Linked DNA regions of Rattus norvegicus: region 1 is linked to region 2. Evidence: chromatin contacts called from public Hi-C data. All regions are on one chromosome and are shown on one strand. Each heading gives the region's core, a stretch centred on a gene start, on an enhancer-like site or on the middle of the called end of the contact. The rest is flanking DNA. Distances are from core to core; before and after follow the strand shown. Region 1 overlaps Thrap3 (thyroid hormone receptor associated protein 3). Region 2 holds the start of Lsm10 (LSM10, U7 small nuclear RNA associated).

Region 1 (6,511 bases), core at 2,135-4,634, 87 kb before region 2:
AAGCTTAATTTACAAATTAACTACAGAAAGAGATTAATAGCAATGAATAACTAAGTAGAATATTAATAACACTTTACCATAATAAGAACTGTTGAGGGGGCTGGAGAGATGGCTCAGCAGTTAAGAGTACCCGACTACTCTTCCAGAGGTCCTGAGTTCAATTCCCAGCAACCACATGGTGGCTCACAACCATCTGTAAAGAGATCCGATGCCCTCTTCTGGTGTCTGAAGACAGCTACAGTGTACTTATATATAATAAATGAATAAATCTTTTAAAAAAAAAGCTGTTGAAATGTGGTAAACTAGGGGTTGGGGATTTGGCTCAGTGGTAGAGCGCTTGCCTAGGAAGCGCAAGGTCCTGGGTTCGGTCCCCAGCCCCGGGGGGGGGGGGGGGACCGAAATGTGGTAAACTAAAGAATTAGGTGGCTTAGTGGATAAATATCAAACCTGAAGACAGGAGTTTGATCCCTGGGATCCTCAAGGTGGAAGAAGAGAACTGATTTCAAGTTGTCCTCTGACCACCTGTACACAATACACTTGGCACGCACATCCAACACACAACAAATAAATGGGGCACTAAAGAATTAGTTATTTTTTTAATTTACCACTTAATATTTTTGATTCTGAATTATCATAAGAGATTTTGTAAAACAAGACCTTGAAAAAGATAGGAGAGAAGACACTATCTTTATTACTTTATATGTATGAATGTTTTGCCTGCCTGTAGGTGTTTGTGCATCATATACATACAGTGACCTTGGAGACCAGTAGAGAGTGACAGATTCCTTGGAACTGAAGCTAATATATAGCTATGAGCTAGCATGTGAATGCTTTGACCCAGGTCTGCTGCAAGAGCAGATGATTGATATATATATATATATATATATATATATATATATATATATATATATATATATATATATATATATATATAATGGGCAAGCGGTGCCACAATTAGTATGAGGTCAGAAAATTGCAGGAATTGATACTCCCCTTTTATGTGTGTCCCAGGGATTGAACCCTGGGTTGAAATGCTTAGTGACAGGCATGGTTATCTGATGAGCTATCGGGCATCTGGCAAGCCTCAGGACTCAGGAACTATCATTTTAAAAGCACATGTAGCCAGGAACTCTGGCACATGTCCTCTTTTAGTCCCAACATTTGGGAGGCAGCGTTAGGCAGATCTCAGAGTTTGAAGCCAATCAAGGCTGCATAGTCAGAACCTGTCTCAAAAACAAAACAAAAGCAAACATGGCCCAGTGTTGCTCCATGGGAGAGTGCTTGCTGAGTGTGTGTAAGGTTCTGTGCACACACAAAAGCCTCTCAGGCAAGTTTACGGTCTAGAAAGACCATGTTTTTAAGTGAAGCATTGTACCAGTGAACTATATCCCTAATCCCTTCTAAATTTTGTCTTCAAACCAGGTCTTGCTAAATCCCCTAGACTATCCTCTAGCTTCAGTTCTCCTGCCCAGGCCTCCCAGGTTAACTTAAGATCACATGTATATTAACATGCTTGACAGAAGGTTTCTGTTTTGTGTTTGTGCCTGCACCTGCAGAGGCTAGAGGACACCAAATCCTCTGGAGCTGGAGTTAGAGCTATGACAGCTTACCCGCTGTGAAATGCTGTGGGTGTGGGGAACCAGATTATGGTCCTCTGGAGGAGTAGCAAGTTCTTTTAACCATTGAGCCAGTTCTCCAGTCCTTTTAACCAACCATTGAACCGGTCCTCCATTCCCTGGTCCGTTGTGTTGTTTCCTGAGACAGTAGCTCACGTGTCCGAGTGGCTTCAGACCTGCTGTGTAGCTTTGAGTGTTGTTTCTTTTTCCTGATGCTACTGCCTTACCTTGACAGTGCTGAGATTACTAGGTGTGCAGTAGCATGGCTGGCTAGACTTTTAATTAATACAAAATAGTGAATTTCATTATCGATTTCCATACATGAATACCATATACCTTGATTATGCTATTGTTTCTGAAGGGATTTTATTTTATATCTTGAGAGATAATATTTTTTTAGTATCCCCTAGTAATAGTAGTAGTAATATTATGATTGGCAGAATAAATGGTATTTAAGGGGGCTGGAGAGATGGCTCAGCAGTTGAGAGAGCTGACTGCTCTTCCAGAGGTCTTGAGTTCAAATCCCAGCAACCACATGGTGGTTCACAACCATCTGTAATGAGATATGATGCCCTCTTCTGGCGTGTCTGAAAATAGTAACTGTACTTATATATAATAAATGAATAAATCTTTTTAAAAAATGGTATTTTAAGAATCTCGGGGCTGGGGATTTAGCTCAGTGGTAGAGCGCTTACCTAGGAAGCGCAAGGCCCTGGGTTCGGTCCCCAGCTCCGGAAAAAAAAAAAAAAAAGAACCAAAAAAAAAAAAAAAAGAATCTCATCAGATGTCCTAAATATTAGCACTCAGTGGGCAGCGGAGGCAGCTCTCTGGAAATGTGAGGCGGCCAGCTTAATCTGCATAGCAAGTTCCAGGCCAGCCAGGGCTACCCTGAGTCCCTGCCGCACCAAAGGTGGGGGTGGGGGTTGGGAGGAGAGAACTAAGTGAATTTGTACAAACCACTTTTTAAAATTACTATATTTATGTGTGTGTGTGTGTGTGTTAGTGTGTTAGTTAGTTAGTTGTAGCACATAGCAGGAAATCAGAAGACAACTTGTGGGAGTTGGTTCTCTGGCATGTGGGCCCTTGAGATCAGATCAAACCAAAAATGGAACTCAGGTTGTCAGACTTCCTGCTGACTACCCTCATTTCTGACTTCTTTGCTGTCTTGGTTAGGGTTACTATTGCATGATGAAACATCTTGACCAAAAGCGAGTTGAGAAGCAAAAAGGTTTATTTTTAGCTTATACTTCTATTGCTGTTCGTCGCTAAAAGAAATTAGGACAGAAACTTAACATGGGCCAGGGACCTGAAGGCAAGAGCTGATGTAGAGGCCATGGAGTGGTGTTAGTTATGTGGCTTGTTCAGCCTATTTTCTTCTAGAATCCAGGATCACCAGCCCAGTGATGGCCCTGCCCACAACGGGCTAGGTCCTCCTCCATCAATCACTACTTAAGAAAATGTCTTACATAGTACAGACTTGCCTATAGCCCAATCTTAGGGAAGTATTTTCTCAATTGAGGCTCTTTGCTCTCTGATGACATAAACCAGCCAGTACACCGGCCCTGGCTTTGGCCTTTTTGATGGTTCCTAGTTGTCTAAGGCATTTTATTTTTGAGTTCTTGTGGTTCTCTCAGTGGACCTTGGCTCTGTCACAGTCCTCCTGTATTAAATAAAAAAACAGTTCTGGCCTTGCCGCTGAGTTGAAAGATGTTCACACTGTGGGGAGGTGACTCTCCCTGTGCTTGGGTGCCTTACAGTCAGATAGTGCCACCTTGTGGTACCTAAGTGAGATCATCGAGTTCAGCCACAGAAATTTGACCTAAATTAAACCATCTCCAGTCTCTAGAACAAAAGTAGTGTTTTGTGTTTTTCTGATCTAATTTTGGCAGATTCTTTTGAGCTTTTCAATGGCTGTGTTCTTTGTTTGACAGCAAGCTGTTACAATTGTGCCTTTACAACCTCAGGTCTCATATGTAAGACCTTTATCTACCTGCTAAGTGTCCTGTGCCTGTATGTCTTTAGTTTACAGAATTGAGGGAACAATTGCTTCCACAACAAAACTGAAAACAAATATACAGAACCATATGGATTGGAGTGTTAACCTTTTGTTGGCAGTTATTTTTTTTAACTGAAAATGCTCTTTAAAAAACATTTCCCCATTCCCTTCCTCTGCAGTTCTAGGTCTCGTTCCAGATCATACTCTCCAGCTCATAACAGAGAAAGGAATCACCCCAGAGTATATCAGAATCGAGATTTCCGAGGTCACAACAGAGGCTACAGAAGGCCCTATTACTTCCGTGGACGAAACCGAGGCTTTTATCCATGGGGCCAGTATAACCGAGGTGGCTATGGAAATTACCGTTCTAATTGGCAGAACTACCGGCAAGCATACAGCCCTCGTCGGGGCCGATCCCGATCTCGGTCCCCCAAGAGAAGGTCCCCTTCACCAAGGTCCAGGAGCCATTCTAGGAACTCGGATAAGTCATCCTCTGACAGGTCAAGACGTTCTTCGTCCTCCCGGTCGTCCTCCAACCACAGCAGAGTTGAATCATCTAAACGAAAGTCTACAAAAGAGAAAAAGTCCTCTTCCAAGGATAGCCGGCCATCTCAGGCAGCTGGTGATAACCAGGGAGATGAGGCTAAGGAGCAGACATTTTCTGGAGGCACCTCTCAAGATATAAAAGGGTCTGAGAGCTCAAAGCCATGGCCAGATGCTACCACCTATGGCACTGGTTCTGCATCACGGGCCTCGGTTTCTGATCTGAGTCCCCGGGAGAGAAGCCCAGCTCTCAAAAGCCCCCTCCAGTCTGTGGTGGTTAGGCGAAGGTCACCACGCCCTAGCCCTGTGCCCAAACCTAGTCCTCCTCTTTCTAATGCATCCCAGATGGGCTCATCTATGTCAGGCGGTGCTGGATATCAGTCTGGAGCACACCAAGGTCCGTTTGACCATGGCTCTGGGTCTTTGAGTCCATCCAAAAAGAGCCCTGTGGGTAAGAGTCCACCAGCCACTGGCTCTGCATATGGTTCATCTCAGAAAGAGGAGAGCGCTGCTTCGGGAGGAGCAGCCTACACAAAAAGGTAAGTTTCTCATTTCCGCATCCCCAAGTGGCCAGCAGCTTAGTGCAATAATAATGCCTGAGTTACTGCTCTGATTAATAGCAATAAGGTAATACCTGCTTCCTTGACTCTTCATTAAAGGCCTCAGGAAACCTTCAGCCTAACTCAAGGTTTCCTGCGTATGTAGTGTAGTACAAGTTTCTTTAGACTCGTCTGCAATGGTGTGTTTTCATTAAACACTGCCTTGGATTCTACCAATCTAAGCTAGGAAATAGTAGAGGTTTGAGGGTCAGCTACCAAAAATATGTCTTTGCTAACATGACTGGCCACTGGAACTGTAAACCTCTAGGTTCTACCATCTGCCGTGTTTGATACACATTGGTCCATCATGATAAAGAGCCACACTGAAGAGAATGAGCAAAATAGGAAAGGCCAAGGCTTAGTCCAGGAGAGCCGTTATTTAAAAACACAGGGCAGGTGTATGTCCTAGTAGAAGTTGCAAGCTTTGTGTTACCCTGGAAGGGAGCATAGTGAGTTTGATAAGGAATTGTTTCTGTGTGGATTGGATGGAGTCAGAGGTCATAGGAAAGGTGCCAGAACTGTTTAGTCAGGAGAGACTCAGCGAGAGGTTCCTTCTTCAGTTCTCTACTCCTGGTAGCACATTCTCTGGTGCTGGCAGTCATGTGGCTCTTTGCCATGTTCATTCGTGTTGACCATTTATTGCCCATAATTACCTAAGTCTGCAGTTAGGTTGCTTTGCAGTATATGTTTTAGTCCTTGACAGCACTGAGTGTAGGTTTGAGTCTGGTCCCTGCTTTTCTATTAGGAGAATAATGATTTTGCCACCTCCCTTCATAATTTCCCCCATTAACAAGTATTTTGTTTTTATGTGTTCACAGTATGTTTCATTATGTAGATCTTCTAGGTGACTTGAAGCAAATTTGAAGTCTCTTTTGAGACTTGTATTTCCAAATGTGAGTTGTATAAAATCAAAACAGTCCAAGGTTGAACATTCTGTTTGCTTTGCTGAAAGCAGATTTTTAAATGAATGAGTGAAAGTTGGGGTAAGACTTTAGTTGTTTTCCCCTTAGACCACATTGCAGGTAAGTAAAAAATAATTTTCAGTATCCTAAATAACTTGCTCTTCTGGGTTTTTGGTTGTTTTTATAAGGCACAGTTCCACTGACTCTTAAATGCTGAGCTCATAAATTGTTAGAAATGTTTAGAAAAGAACAGGTAGACAGTTCTGATAATACTGAAAGATAGGTATGCTTGCTCAGAGACTTCAAACCAGAGCAGGAGGCTTAGGTCTCTTGTGTGTCTCCCTTGTGTCTTTATAACTAGGTATCTGGAAGAGCAGAAGACGGAGAATGGGAAGGATAAGGAGCAGAAACAAACAAATACTGATAAAGAGAAGCTGAAGGAGAAAGGGGGCTTCTCTGATGCTGATGTCAAAATGAAATCTGATCCATTTGCTCCCAAGACGGACACTGAGAAGCCCTTCCGAGGCAGCCAGTCACCCAAAAGGTATAAGCTCCGGGATGACTTTGAGAAAAAGATGGCTGACTTCCACAAGGAGGAGATGGATGAACAAGATAAGGACAAATGTAAGGGAAGGAAGGAACCTGAGTTTGATGATGAGCCCAAATTTATATCTAAAGTCATAGCCGGTGCAAGCAAAAACCAGGAGGAAGAGAAGTCAGGCAAGTGGGAGAGCCTGCATGCAGGGAAGGAAAAGCAGAGGAAAGCAGAGGAGCTGGAGGAGGAGCCTTTCACAGAGAGATCCCGAAAGGAGGAACGTGGAGGGTCCAAGAGGAGCGAAAGTGGGCACAGGGGCT
Region 2 (6,882 bases), core at 1,683-4,182:
TCCAAGGCAGCCAGGGCCACATAGTAAAACTGTCTTTAGGGGCTGGGGATTTAGCTCAGTGGTAGAGCGCTTACCTAGGAAGCGCAAGGCCCTGGGTTCGGTCCCCAGCTCCGAAAAAAAGAACCAAAAAAAAAAAAAAAAAACTGTCTTTAAAGGAGAAGAAAGAAAATAAAGTCCTATGCTGGAGAGAGCTCCACGAGAAGAACACTGGTTGTTCTTGCACAGGACCCAGATTCAATCCCAAGCACCTGCTTCGTGGCTCACTTCTATCCATAACTGCAGTTCCAGGAAACCAATGTGTTCTTCTGACCTCGGAGGACCCCGGGTACTCAGACGGTGCCTGTATATACATGTAGGCGGAACACTCAGACACGTGGAAAAGAATCAGAGTGAGGGCAGCACCTTCGCTGTGCTTCCTTAGGCCATTTTTTTTTTTTTTATATTTCTTGTACTGTTTTTGTTTTTGGAGATAGGGTTTCTCTGTCCTGGAACTTGCTCTGTAGACCAGGCTGGCCTCAAACTGATAGAGATCTGCTTGCCTCTGCCTTCTGAGTGCAGAGATTAAAGGTGTTATCTACCACCATTTGGCTAAAACACTTAGCATGGACTAGCCTCAAACTCATGATCCTCCTGCCTCTGCCTCCTTCATTAAATCCTACTGTGTGCACCACTACTCCTGGTCTCCTTTGGTTTTTTGAGGCAGGGATTTCACCCTTAGCCGAGGCTGATCCTTGTTCTTTAGCCTCCTGAAAGCCAGGATTATACATGTGAAACACTATGCCTGGCTGAGATCAATTTCTTATTAGCTGAACTCTCCAGCCTGAGAGGAGGACCAGGGCATCCAGACTCTGGGCTTTAGTGACTAGCAGGAAAATGATAGTCTCAAGGACTCTCCAACAGAAAGGCCACTTTCCGTTAGATTTTTTCGTAATAATCTGGGAAACAGGGCCACAATCCAGACCAAGTAAATCCTGGTGTGCTCTCCACCTGCACTCTGCTCCTACACAGGAGCCAGAAGCCCAGTACACACCAGGCAGGGCATCAGGCAGAGACCCAGAGCATTAGAGCATGTGTATCGCAGGACAAGGACTACAAGTCCCAGGAGTTTGGTTTTATGAGAAAAGAAACAAATGACAAGAGAAATGGGATGTTAGAGGTGATTCACTCCAAACACTCTCAAGTAATCCTCACTGGCAGAGTTAACAACTCCTTGATGGATGGGGTCAATCAGTGAATGGAGATTCCAGATACAAATGATCAAAAAGAGGGATTGTCACCTACCCCAAGGCCACCAGCAGAAGGAATTCTGGGTCCCAAGGTGTGTCTGAAAAGTGGAACCCTATGAAAGGCAGCTGTGATGTGTCTATAAGACACCAGGTCATTGGTGGGGAAGGATGGACGGGAGTTGGCTCAGAACACTGGAGGTCCCTGAGGTGGTGCTGGAATTTGAATGAGGACACAGTCTCATGGCCTTTTGGAGGGGAACTCTCGACGACCTTGACCCTTGCCACCAAAGTTGCGCACACGGTGGATGATCTGTAGCTGCTGCTCGATTGTGGCAGTGATGTTCACACCGTCTGGGATATGGACATATCGGACATTACGACCTGTCACGAAAAGGTCATCCAACTCAACCTGATGCCCCCAGCGGTCGGTGTAGGTGACATTGGCCAGACGGATGTTCATGAAAGCATCAACGTTGTCGATGCGTCCTCGGGCCACACTCTCATCTCGAAGGTCCACAGTGGTTATTTGTCCCTGGAGGCCTTGCAACAGGATGATCAGGCTGTTCTCAGAGATGGTTCGCTCCTTCACAGAGTGGCTCAGTGCCATTTTTCCACATTGGTTGGCTGCTCACTGTGGGCAGGAACACACAAATAGATGGTAACTTACCTTTGCAAAGCCCTGAAACTCCACACTAGTGCTCCGGACCCCTCACTGCACTGGATACACCTGGGGAAACTTTTGCCTGGCCTATGCATACCACGCAACCCACGCATCCCAGAGAGATTCACTTGCCTGGGAAGGAGAGGTCCAGATTGTTTTGGTTTTGTTGTTGTTTTTAAAGACAGGGTCTTACTATATCTCCCTGAGTAGGCTAGAACTTGATATGTAAACAAGTGTGGCCTGGAACTCGCAGAGATCAACCTGTCTCTTCTCACAGGTGCTGAGATTCAAGGTGTGTGCTATTTTTAAATGATTTTGGGACAGGGTTTCTCTAGGTTGCCCTGGCTGTTCTGGAACTCTCTATGTAGACCAGGCTGGTCTCAAACTCATCAAGATCCTCCTACCTCTGCCTCTCTAGTGCTGGGATTTAAAGGCGTGTGCTACTATGTTTAGTTTATACCTTTTTTTTTTTAAAGGCACCCCTGATAATTTTAATGTGCCAATCGGCTTGAGAACCACTACTGTAAATTGTAATTTATGTATGTCCTCTGCCAAGCGCTTGTTAATATGCAATCTAGCCAAACATGATGGCGGCACACTTATACCATTAAAGTCTGAGGCAGGAGAAGCACCCTAAACGCCAAACCGGCCTGAACTATATCGTGAACTCCGGGTCAATCTGGATTATGGAATGTTTCCAAAACAAAACAAGCCAAGCCTAGCCAACCAAGATGCATGCATTTAAGCCCAGCTCTCAGGAGGCAGAGGCAGGTGGATCTCCGAGTTACAGACCGACACCCTGTCTTAAAACAAAATCCAAAAGGACAGTCTTTGAGATCTCCAGGCAGGCCCTGACTTTAGCTCCGGTTCTGCTGCTTCCAGGAAGGGAGGCCTGGGGCTTGCCATTAGCGGTCAATCCGGGAAAGTCGGGTGCCTAGTGCGTCCCTTTCCTCACCGCGCGTAAGGGGTTTGGGAAGAAGAGTCCGCAGCCAGTGCGCCAAGGGAAGAGGCCGCCCGGGTCCCAGCGAACCCTAGTCCCCACACTCTACTGCCCGACCCACCGCGTGATGCCTTCCGCCTTCCGCGCGCTACGCCGCCAAAACCCGCCTGTGTCTAGGGGAACACCCACGGAGGCTCAGAGAAGCCATGGCAACCGCGGGAGACCCAGAGCATCAGAGCATGCGCATCGCAGGACACGGACTACAAGTCCCAGGAGGCCGCGCGCCTCACGTCCACTCCCCTTCTCTACCTAGTTTTCCACCTTTGTAGGCTTCCACCTTTGGGGCTTGGAGCTGTGTCCCCTGTTGGCCTTCTGAGCTGATGGCGCTGCGTGAGAAAGAGCATCTGGAAAAAAAAAAATAAGGGAAAAAAAAGTTAAACGTTCTTCACCTGATTAAAATTCAGCGAATGTGGCCGGACGTGGTGGCAAACTCCCTTAATTCCAGCGACTCCAGAGACAGAGGCGCTCTGTGAGTTGGAGAGACCAGGAGAGCAAGGATAGCTAACCCTGTCTCAAAGAGGAAAACACAGGGCTATGGAGAGAGTGCTAAACTTTAGCAATTAAGACCACACACGGTCTGGAGAGATGGCTCAGCGTTAAGAGCACTGACTGCTCTTCCGGAGTTCCTGAGTTCAATTCCCAGCAACCACATGGTGGCTCACAACCATCCATAATGAAGTCCGATGAAATAAATCTTTAAAAAAAAATACTGTATATTATTGCAGATGGCCTAAATCTGATTCCCAGCTCACAAGTGCCTGTAATTAACAGTTAAAAATAAAATCTAGAGCTGGGCATGGAAGCACACATCTTTAATCCTAGCACTCGGAGACAGAGGCAGGTGGATCGCTGTACTTCAAAGCCAGCCTTGGTCTACAAAGGTCAGCCAGAAGCCCTGTCTTGAAAAAAAAAAAACAAAACAAAACAAACAAACAAAAAAAAAAAACAAATCTAGTAAGGTTTAATTTTAACTTATCTGTTTCTGTGTTCGCGTGTAATGGCATACAATGTGTGAGTGGTGGCTGCTCTCAGAAGGCAGCATCAATTCCATGGGACTACAGGTACAGCTGGTGAAAACTGAACTCAGGTCCTCTGAAAGAGTGTATGTGTTCTTAACACCTGAGCCATCTCTCCTGCTCCTAAAAATAACAAATAACATCTTTATTTAAAGTGTGTGTGTGTGTGTGTGTGTGTGTGTGTGTGTGTGTGTGTGTGTGTGTGTGTGTTAGCCAGGAGGGCTAGAAGAGGGTGTCTGATCCCCTGGAACTGGAGTTATAGTTGTGAGCCCATTGTGAGCTACTTGCTGGATGCGGGTACTGGGAACCCGATTCGGGTTCTCTGCAAGAGCTGGATGTATTGTTCTTTCATTTTTTAGGAGGATGGGGTTTGAGAGAGGGCCTCTCTCTAGAGACCTAACTGTTCTAGAACTTGTTCTATAGACCAGGGTAGCCTCAAACTCAGAGAGATCTGCCTGCCTCTGGCTCCCAAGTGCTGGAATTACAGGTATGCACCACCACAATTGGCTGGAAAATAACTCTTTTTAAACTGTGAATTGTTTTTGTTTTGCAGTTGGGTCTCCGGTAGCCCATTCTGTCTTGAGTTCACTATGTTCTGAAGGACCTTGAGCCTCGTTCTCTGGCTTCTGCCTCCCAAATACTGGGACTATGTGCATAGGCCCTTCTCTCTATCTGATCAGATTATTACTAAGGCCTGCTTTGTTCACTGTGTGTTAAGCCAATCACCAAAACGATGCATTTTGAGTGGGGGAAGCTTATTCCTGGGGCACCCAAATATAAGACAGACCCCCTCCTCCACTGTCAAACCTGGCTTCCCCAGACAGAATGGCTTGACCTGTAGGGAAGGCAACTGGGAAAAAAAGAAGTGAGATGATTTGTGATCTGCATAGGGTGATCGGACTTCACCGATCTTCACAAGATATTTGCTTAGAACATTCCAGAATTTTCCTGTTGTAAGTGTGGAGTTTGGTCCTAATCCAAAGTCACCCACTAGACATTTGCACAGGCCCGGGGAAGGATTGGTGATTTCAACTAGTTTGGATCCCAAGTTCCAGTTTAAAAACAAAACAAAACAACAACAAACCACAGACAACTATTTCCATCAGAATCTAGGCCAGTGTTGTCTGCAGCAAACTTTCTGGGAGTAGACCGCTGAGTCACCTTTGGTGACAGGGCTTCATCAGGTTTCTTTGGGCATAGTGCCTGCCTACATGCAGCTTGCTCTGCCACTCTTTGTCCCATGCCTGACACTTGTCTCACACTGCCCTTTCTCTAGGTATCTCTGTGGCATATTTCTCCTTTGAGGCAGTGTCTCATCTAACTCAGGCTGTCACTAAACTCCAGATCCTCCTGTTTCTGACCTCAAGTACTGGGATTATAGGCCTGTTGGCTCTTTTGCTTTTAGGACTGTTGCGTCATGTTGCAAGCTGCAGTTGCATGAAGAAAAAGTGGAGGGTTGGGGATTTAGCTCAGTGGTAGAGCGCTTGCCTAGCAAGCGCAAGGTCCTGGGTTCGGTCCCCAGCTCCAAAAAAAAGAAAAGGAAAAAAAAAAAGAAAAGAAAAGAAAAGGAAAAGTGGGTCTCTGTGAGTCCTACATCAGACAGGGTAACAAAGTAGGAGCCTGTTTCCGGTACCCCCAATTTTTAAAAATTGTGTGCTGAGTGAAGGGGAGGGGTGCACATATAAGTGCAGATGCTCTTGGAGGCCAGAGGAGGGCATCAGATCCCTTGGAGCTGGAGTTAGAGGTGACTATGAGCTGCCCGTGTGCTCTTTCTTACCTATTGAACCTAGTCTCTCTAGAACCTAGAACAGGGTAATTGGGGGAGGTGGTTTAACAGTTAAGCGCACTGGATACAGTAGGCTCTCCTAGATGACCCAGGTTTGGTTCCCAGCACCCACATAGTGGCTTATAACCATCTCTCTAGAACCTAGTCTTGAATTTCTGACCCTCCTGACTTCACCCCTGGAGTTCTGGGACCATAATCCAGCCCTACTACTCTCAGCCCACGGTGGGATTGAGATCCTGGGGAAGAAGAAAAGGCCTGGTTTGTTCTTTACTGGTGTGCCAGAGGCCTCCACAGCCTTGGCAGAGCCAGGGAAAGCAGCAAAGGGCTTCTGCAGGTTGCTAAGAAAATACTGTGCTGGATAGTCAGTCTGTCACTGTCCCTTTAGGAAGGAGATGATTTGAAGGACTGATACTGTTTCTGGTCCTTGTTAACTACTCTATGGACTTGTGACCTAAGCTCCTTAGGACTTAGCAGACTTTAAATCTGACCAATGACAACCCAGCAGGTGCTGTCTCAGCTCAGTGCTGACATTGTTGGTGTCACATGTTAATGTGCCTAGGCTGGCTTTAGTCCTACAGCTGAGGCTGCTCTTGAATTCCTGACCCTCTGGGCCTTTACCTCCCAAGTGCTGAGATTACAAGCAAGCAGTATCTTACCTTGTTTTTATATTTTTGGAGTCAAGGTTTGGTTGTGTAGCCCAAGCTGACCTGGAACTCACAACCCTCCCCTCCTCCTGCCTCAGCATTTTAAATGCTAGGATTAGAGAATGGTGAGATGGCTCAGTGGTTAAGAGCATTTGCTCCTTATCCAGAGGTCTCAGATTCAATTCCCAGAAGCACATGGCACCGAACAACTGTCTCTAACTCCAGTTCCAGGGGATCCAGTGCCATCTTCTGACCTCAGTGGGCCCTGCATGTATGTGGTAACCAGCCCAGACGTACATGCAGACAAAATACTCATACACATAAAATAATAAAACAACTTAACGAGGGTTAGGATTAAAGATGTGTGCCACCAACCCCAGCTAAAGTTTTACCTCTAAAAATGGTTATTTTAGTGGACCACAAAAACTGACTTTTTTTTTAAAGATTTATTCATTTATTATATGTAAGTACACTGTAGCTGTCTTCAGACACACCAGAAGAGGGCATCAGATCCCATTACAGATGGTTGTGAGCCACCATGTGGTTGCT

Evidence for each region. Hi-C and Micro-C count contacts between places; a contact is called where the count stands out from the background.
Region 1: a contact with region 2 is called in a Hi-C map of the A7r5 cell line, with 2.3 times the contacts expected there. The contact joins the enhancer-like site here to the promoter of Lsm10 in region 2. A contact is called at or near these places in 2 of 12 Hi-C or Micro-C datasets (the A7r5 cell line and the Rat2 cell line).

The regions. Positions count from the first base shown.
Region 1 is chr5:143,742,689-143,749,199 of GRCr8, reverse strand. Thrap3 (thyroid hormone receptor associated protein 3) reads left to right here. Exons shown (of 12, transcript NM_001009693.1): 4 at 3,792-4,694; 5 at 6,018-6,511. Among named protein-coding and RNA genes, the nearest start is that of Sh3d21, 18 kb to the right of the region's middle. Within about 2 kb of position 3,384, at least 9 of the 93 cell types and tissues checked have an H3K27ac peak or open chromatin away from gene starts, as enhancers often do. A contact at or near this core is called in the A7r5 cell line, where this site is marked.
Region 2 is chr5:143,654,606-143,661,487 of GRCr8, reverse strand. It overlaps Lsm10 (LSM10, U7 small nuclear RNA associated), which reads right to left and starts at 2,932. Exons shown (of 2, transcript NM_001108976.1): 1 at 2,843-2,932; 2 at 1,104-1,857. The coding sequence starts at 1,833. The coding sequence ends at 1,465. It also overlaps a transcript of Stk40 not described here.